Linked DNA regions of Sus scrofa: region 2 is linked to region 1. Evidence: chromatin contacts called from public Hi-C data. All regions are on one chromosome and are shown on one strand. Each heading gives the region's core, a stretch centred on a gene start, on an enhancer-like site or on the middle of the called end of the contact. The rest is flanking DNA. Distances are from core to core; before and after follow the strand shown. Region 1 holds the start of JAG1 (protein jagged-1). Region 2 has its middle 130 kb from the start of JAG1.

The links. A called contact is a pair of places that touch in the nucleus more often than the background predicts.
Region 2: a contact with region 1 is called in a Hi-C map of subcutaneous adipose tissue, with 1.7 times the contacts expected there. The contact joins the enhancer-like site here to the promoter of JAG1 in region 1. A contact is called at or near these places in 5 of 47 Hi-C or Micro-C datasets (alveolar macrophages, fetal heart ventricle, heart right ventricle and 2 more) and 1 of 2 datasets of contacts at active chromatin or transcription factors (skeletal muscle).

Annotation. Positions count from the first base shown.
Region 1 is chr17:19,627,782-19,631,028 of Sscrofa11.1, reverse strand. It overlaps JAG1 (protein jagged-1), which reads left to right and starts at 1,370. Exons shown (of 26, transcript XM_005672699.3): 1 at 1,370-1,966; 2 at 2,378-2,683. The coding sequence starts at 1,886.
Region 2 is chr17:19,754,469-19,757,432 of Sscrofa11.1, reverse strand. No RefSeq gene overlaps it. Among named protein-coding and RNA genes, the nearest start is that of JAG1, 130 kb to the right of the region's middle. Within about 2 kb of position 1,697, at least 11 of the 83 cell types and tissues checked have an H3K27ac peak or open chromatin away from gene starts, as enhancers often do. A contact at or near this core is called in subcutaneous adipose tissue, where this site is marked.

The DNA of each region.
Region 1 (3,247 bases), core at 121-2,620:
AATACTGCCCATATTGACCCACCCATGAAATGTAGTAAGTAAATAACCACCCTTTTATTCTCTAACTCAGCATGTTGGAAAATACTTTCCCTTGACCCCTGCAGCCCATCATGCTTCACATCCAGCCATCATCCAGCCCCTGAAGAATCACTTTTTTTCGGCAGGACGTAGCCAACAGAGGGGCCAAAACTTTGTCCACCTTTCAGTGGAAATTAACCTTTTTTTCTCTAAAGAGATTCCCTCAAACACAGCAGTAGGTCCGCCTAGAGGGCTTGGTGGAGGCGTCGGCCAACCTGCAGGTTTCCCTTTGACCTTGGTTATGACCGAGAGTGTCGCTGTTAATTGCGAGGCTCGCCTCAAGGTAGAAAATAGCATCAGTTTCCACTGCCACCCCAGAGAAGCTAAGTTCTGCTGCCAGGCTCTGGCAGTGAGACAGTCCCTTCCAAGCTCTCTGGCCACCCAGAGCTGCTCGGAGGCCGCCTACAGGTGCAATTCAGGCACTGCGGCCTGGGCGGCGGGACCGGGAGGGTGCGAGCCCTAGCCCATCAGCATCTCTGCCTGGGCAGGACCCCCGCGTGCCCGCTGCCCTCTGGCCTCGTCTGGCTTCCCCTCCTCTGCCCCGGCGCGGTTTGGAAAGGAAGCTGGGAGCCCTCTGAGGCTCCGCAGACTCGGATTTGGGAGGGGGTGGGGCGCGGCCGAGGCTTCCCCTCGAATCTGCGGCCAGCTCGGCTCCGGGAAAGTTTTTCAAAGTTCCCAGCAGCGCCTGCCCAGGTCGCCTCTGCCCGGCAAGCAGACGGCGGCCAGCGCGCCAGCCTCGCCGCCGCCGCTTCTGCCGCCAGCTGCGCGCTCTGGGCGGCTTGCTCACTCGCTCGCGGGAAGCGGGCCGGGCTCCCGGAGGGCAGGCCCTCCTACAGGGGCGAAAGCCGCGGCTGACGCAGGCAGCACGGAAGGCGGAAGCCGCCCCGCTCCGATCGCTCAGGCAGTGCCGAGGCGCCTACACCTGGGGCTCCGACAGGAGGCCAGAGGCGCTCGGCGCGAGGTGCCCAAGGGGGCGGTCCGCGCAGGGGGCCCTGGGCGTCAAACTGGCCCCGCGCGTCCCTGAGCAACGGAGCCTTCATGTTCCTTCCAGCCTCCTGCCCTTCTTCCCGCCTGGACCCAAACACCCGAGGGCAGGGGTCTACGCTGGGCCCTCAGACGTCTACGTGGCCCTGCGCGTCTCCCACCCTCAACCCCTTCTAAGTTCTTTCCAGTACTCCCCCTCCCCATCCTTTGGGAGGGAAGGGGCGTGTCGCTGGTGGTCACGCCCCTCATGAATATTAATAAGCACGCATGCGCCTGTCCTGCGCGCTGGGTAGAGGTGGCCAGCCCCAGCCGCGGCTCCCAGACGGGCTCTCTGAGTCCCTCTCCGAGAGCCGGGCGGGCACGCGTCATTGTGTTACCTGCGGCCGGGCCGCGAGCTGGGCTCGGGTTTTTATTTTTTTATTTTTTTTCCTTCCTCCCCTCCCTCCCTCCTTTCTGAGCAGCTGATCTGAAAGGGAATAAAAGGCTGCGCATAATCATAATAATAAAAGAAGGGGAGCGCGAGAGAAGGAAAGAAAGCCGGGAGGTGGAAGAGGAGGGGGAGCGCCTCAAAGAAGCGATCAGAATAATAAAAGGAGGCCGGGCTCTTTGCCTTCTGGAACGGGCCGCTCTTGAAAGGGCTTTTGAAAAGTGGTGTTGTTTTCCAGTCGTGCATGCTCCAATCGGCGGAGTATATTAGAGCCCGGACGCGGCGGCCGCAGGGGCAGCGGCGACGGCAGCACCGGCGGCAACACCAGCGGCAGCACCAGCGCGAGCAGCAGCGGCGGCGGCGGCGTCCCGAGTGCCCGCGGCGCGCGGTGCAGCGATGCGGTCCCCACGGACGCGCGGCCGGCCCGGGCGCCCCCTGAGCCTCCTGCTCGCCTTGCTCTGCGCCCTGCGAGCCAAGGTAGGAGTCTACCCGGCCCCCCTCCCAGCCCGCCCTCTCGTTTCCCTCGCGGCGCCTGGACGCCTGCGATTGAGCGCCTGTAGCAGCCTCGGGAGCCCCAGGGCTCCTGCTCCTGCCTGGGCCCCTACGCCCGAGAGGCTGCACCTGGGCTGTAGGAGCCCCTGGGCTCCTAAATGTACCCCCAGGCTGGGCAGGGCTTGCTTGCTCCCCGGGAACAGTCGTGTCGGATTTCTCCCACACTCCAGCCTCCTAAGCCCGGGAATCACGTTAAGCCCTTGCACCCAGTTTTGCAAAATTATCTTCACTTGGCGCCAAGGGCTCGTCGGGGCGGGCGGGGAAGGAGTCTCCACTTCCACCCTCGAAGAAAACAACTTTCCCCTGTGCTGACCTCCCTCCCTCCCCTGCCGGCAGGTGTGCTGGGCCTCCGGTCAGTTCGAGTTGGAGATCCTGTCCATGCAGAACGTGAATGGGGAGCTGCAGAACGGGAACTGCTGCGGCGGCGCCCGGAACCCAGGGGACCGCAAGTGCTCCCGCGACGAGTGTGACACGTACTTCAAAGTGTGCCTCAAGGAGTACCAGTGGCGCGTTACGGCCGGGGGGCCCTGCAGCTTCGGCTCGGGGTCCACGCCTGTCATCGGGGGCAACAACTTCAACCTCAAGGCCAGTCGCGGCAACGAACGCAACCGCATCGTGCTGCCTTTCAGTTTCGCCTGGCCGGTGAGTGACTGCCGGGCCGGCCTGGGGTCCGCACCCGCGAGCGGAACCCTGATTTCTCTTGAGAGAGGAGAGGGATTTACAGCGCCTTGGCTGGAAACTCGGCATTAACCCAGGACGTCTTTGGGGTGGGGTGTTAGGGAGCTGAGACTGTGTAGCTAGATCTCAGCAGGCCCCAGTCCCAGTCCTTTTTGCTAAGAGCACACAAGTGAGACCCCAGAGGGGATTGTGGGGCGAGGCTCCCAGGAAGGCCGGTTGAAACTTGCAACTTGAAGGCCCCAGAGTAGCCGCCCGAGCCAGGAGGTCATTATAGATGATCTTTGCTCAACCAATTAAACCTGATGCGCAGTGGAAGGCGGCTCTGCACAATTCTGGCCTTCGAACGCCGTCCAAATTGGCACCTTCCCGTTTCCCGTGAGCAGCCGAGAAGGCGGGTGTGTCCTTCCTGGAGGGTGTGGGGAGCCCGCTTCCCGCTGCTCCCCGGGAGATTTCGGTGCGTGCGGGGGCGCGCTCTGGGCCGGGTGTAAGGCCTGGGTCCACCGCCGCCTCGGGGTGGGGGTGTCCCGG
Region 2 (2,964 bases), core at 448-2,947, 130 kb before region 1:
TCCCATTGGCTGAACCTAAGAGGAAACAAAAACACTGGAGCACAGACAAGACAGTTTATAGAGGTCAGGGCACATAGCAGGGCAAAAAGAACAGAGAGGGGCAAATGGAGATGTGGAGGGGCAATGTCCCCTATGGAACCATGTTTGATGTCACAGGACCCTGTTGGCTGAGCTACTGAAGACGGTCTCCGGGATCGGATCCTGAGCCCAAGGCAACCATCCACACACTGAGGCAGCTTTGGGGAAGCCTGGCAATGGGAACCCTGACCAAGAGGGGCCCCTATTTGGTGGTAACCTCCTGACTCTCTCTACTGGGGAAGTCTGAATATAAGATAGGGACAAGGAAAGAGAGAGCAGTAGGAAGAGGAGAGAAAAGAAAAAGCCATGGAGGCAGAGGGGAGATAGACATACCCAGATGAGGAGACAAGAAGAAATGGTGCCATGAATATGGCAAGGCCTCTCATGAGGGGCTGCCTTCCCCTGCGTGGTGACCATCTGTCACATTTCCTTAAATGCTCGTGTCTCCTGTAGTAATCCCTGATCAGCCATGTAACCTGAGCCTACCTTTGATCCTTACAACCTGAGTGGCTTCAACCAGCAACACTCAACTTCCCTGATTTTACAGTTGAGCTAATTGAACAGAAGAATGAAGAATATACCCGAGCTGACACAGAAAATAAGTACCAACAAAGGAATTCAAATCTGGTTGCATCTGTCACAAGTTCATGGACTCTCCATTGAGCCATACTGCCAGCTGCCACACAAGACAGAGTTGTCCAAATAACAGAAGCAATGGACAGTATTCTGATTTTTTCCCAAGAAAATCTCCCAGGATTGTAGAATTTCTGCCTCTCCCAGTTGATAAAGGCCCATGTTTGATTTTTGGTTTTTTTTTTGTTTTGTTTTGTTTTGAATGGAGACAGGCCTTTAAGAGCTATTCATAATGGTCTGCCTAACTGGTGGTAACCTCCTGACCATCTTAGGGATGTTGGTAGATGTTCCTGGCTAAAAAGTCTTTCTGGAATATAAGAGATATTTCATGAGTTTCCATTTCCTTTCCCAGGTCCCTCGAGACCTAAATGTGACCAAGACATACTGGGAACAGTGTGTGACACTTCTTCCGCAACAAACAACACTTGAACTTAGGACAGACAGCAACTATTTCCATTATATGCAAAATAAAAAAAAAAAAACTGCTTCTTCCATTGCTTCAGCTGGTAGAAGTCACAGAAGTAACAGAACCATAATTAGTGACATAACTAATGGAATCAAAAGTGAGCAATCAGAAAACTGGTGGGCAACCGAGGTCTGGGAAGTGTGTGGAGGAGGTGTCAAGGTCTGCTGAAGACCTGCCTCGTGGAGGCTTATATTCCAAGACAGCGCAAGCGTGCGCTCCATAATCCCCAAACGATCCTCTTTTTTGGTCTTGTCATTAATTTGAAGGGAAAGTTCATTTCCACAGGTCAAGCTCCGCAGTGAACACTGAGAATCCAGTTCAGTGGTGGAAAAAGCTCTAGAATGTTTTTCCACATTCAAACCAGGGCTTCCTTATCAAGTTCATCAAAGCGTTTTCAAAAAATACAAATGTCTTACCAATTTGCCCAGGAAGAATAAATCTTCACAGCCACCTCAAAGGCTTGACAACTTGATTTTCATTGTGTGGAGCTGGGTGGGTCCCCCTGCACTGGGCTTCCTAAAGAGACCCAGCCCTTCTCCGCAGAGTCTCCAAGCCCGGCCACTCCAGCCAGTGTGATCAAAGAGGGAGGAAAGCCGAGCCGCTGAGCCTCGAGGAATAAAGCTAAAACAACAGATTTGTTTCTTGGCTTCTCTCTTAAATATGCTTGGAGTGTTTAAAGCCCTGTAAGGAAATGCTCTGGGGCCCTGGGTATGAGAGAGACACATCTAAAGCCCTTCCCAAGAGGAAATCTCTCACCTCGGTGGGGTAAATTAGCTCATTAAGAGAAGCCACAAGCAGGCAGGAAACCTGGAAAGTAGGAGCTTTAATTCAAAGCACAGAAAATTATAGATTTCTTTACACATTAAAAAAGCATTTACCTTGGCTAAAAATGAAACGACTTTTCAATGATCACCACATGGTTTAACTCTGCTTTGCTAATTTATATCTATTCACCAGTCTGTCTAGTTGTTTCAGCTACCAGGAAATTCAATTATAGTCAAGAAATCTTTGTTGAACACCTACTATGTGCCTGTGGCTTGTGTAAACACAAACGACAAAAATAGAAGGCAGATGTCTACCTTCTTGTTCATGAAGTAGGACTCGTGTGTATTAAAGACTGTAAGATGTTTGCATTTCACTTTTCCGCAAACACTTAAGAGAGTATTTTTGATAAATAAGGGATTGAGCTCAGATGAGAATAGTGTACAGCGTAATGTTAAAAAGTGCTGCGTTCAGTGGAATCAAGTGCTGAGATGTGTGGAGGGAAGATTGGGTCAAAAAGAAGCAGAGGACTGAAAAAGAAAGGGTAAAATTTCTTTGGAAGGTTTCCTAGAGCAAACAGGACCTGAAATGACCCTGAAGGAGGTCGGCGTGGCCTCTAGAAGATCTGGCTTTGGTCTCTGCTCTGCTGCTGGGATCTCTGATTATTCCAGTTATCTAGGCCTTAATTTCTTCCTTTAGAATAAACATACTTGAATTACAATACTTTTATTCATTCATTCACTATTCAGAACTAACTATCCATCCCAGATGTTTTTGACATTTTAGGATAAAGCCTATGGGCTTGCTTTGACCCAAGGCATGAAAGGAAGGTCTCTGCCCTCCAGGAAGGGCTTAGGCATACATGGCACCAGGATGACCCCTAAAACACGTTACCTCCTTTTAATTTATCAAGCCTTGGAAGTTGGCTCTGTGGAAAAAGCACACAGGATTGGTTAAACCTTGTGGGGAGAAGGGGTAAAGTGTGAAATATGGGGAATTGCAGGAGAAATGCCATGAGGGCTGTT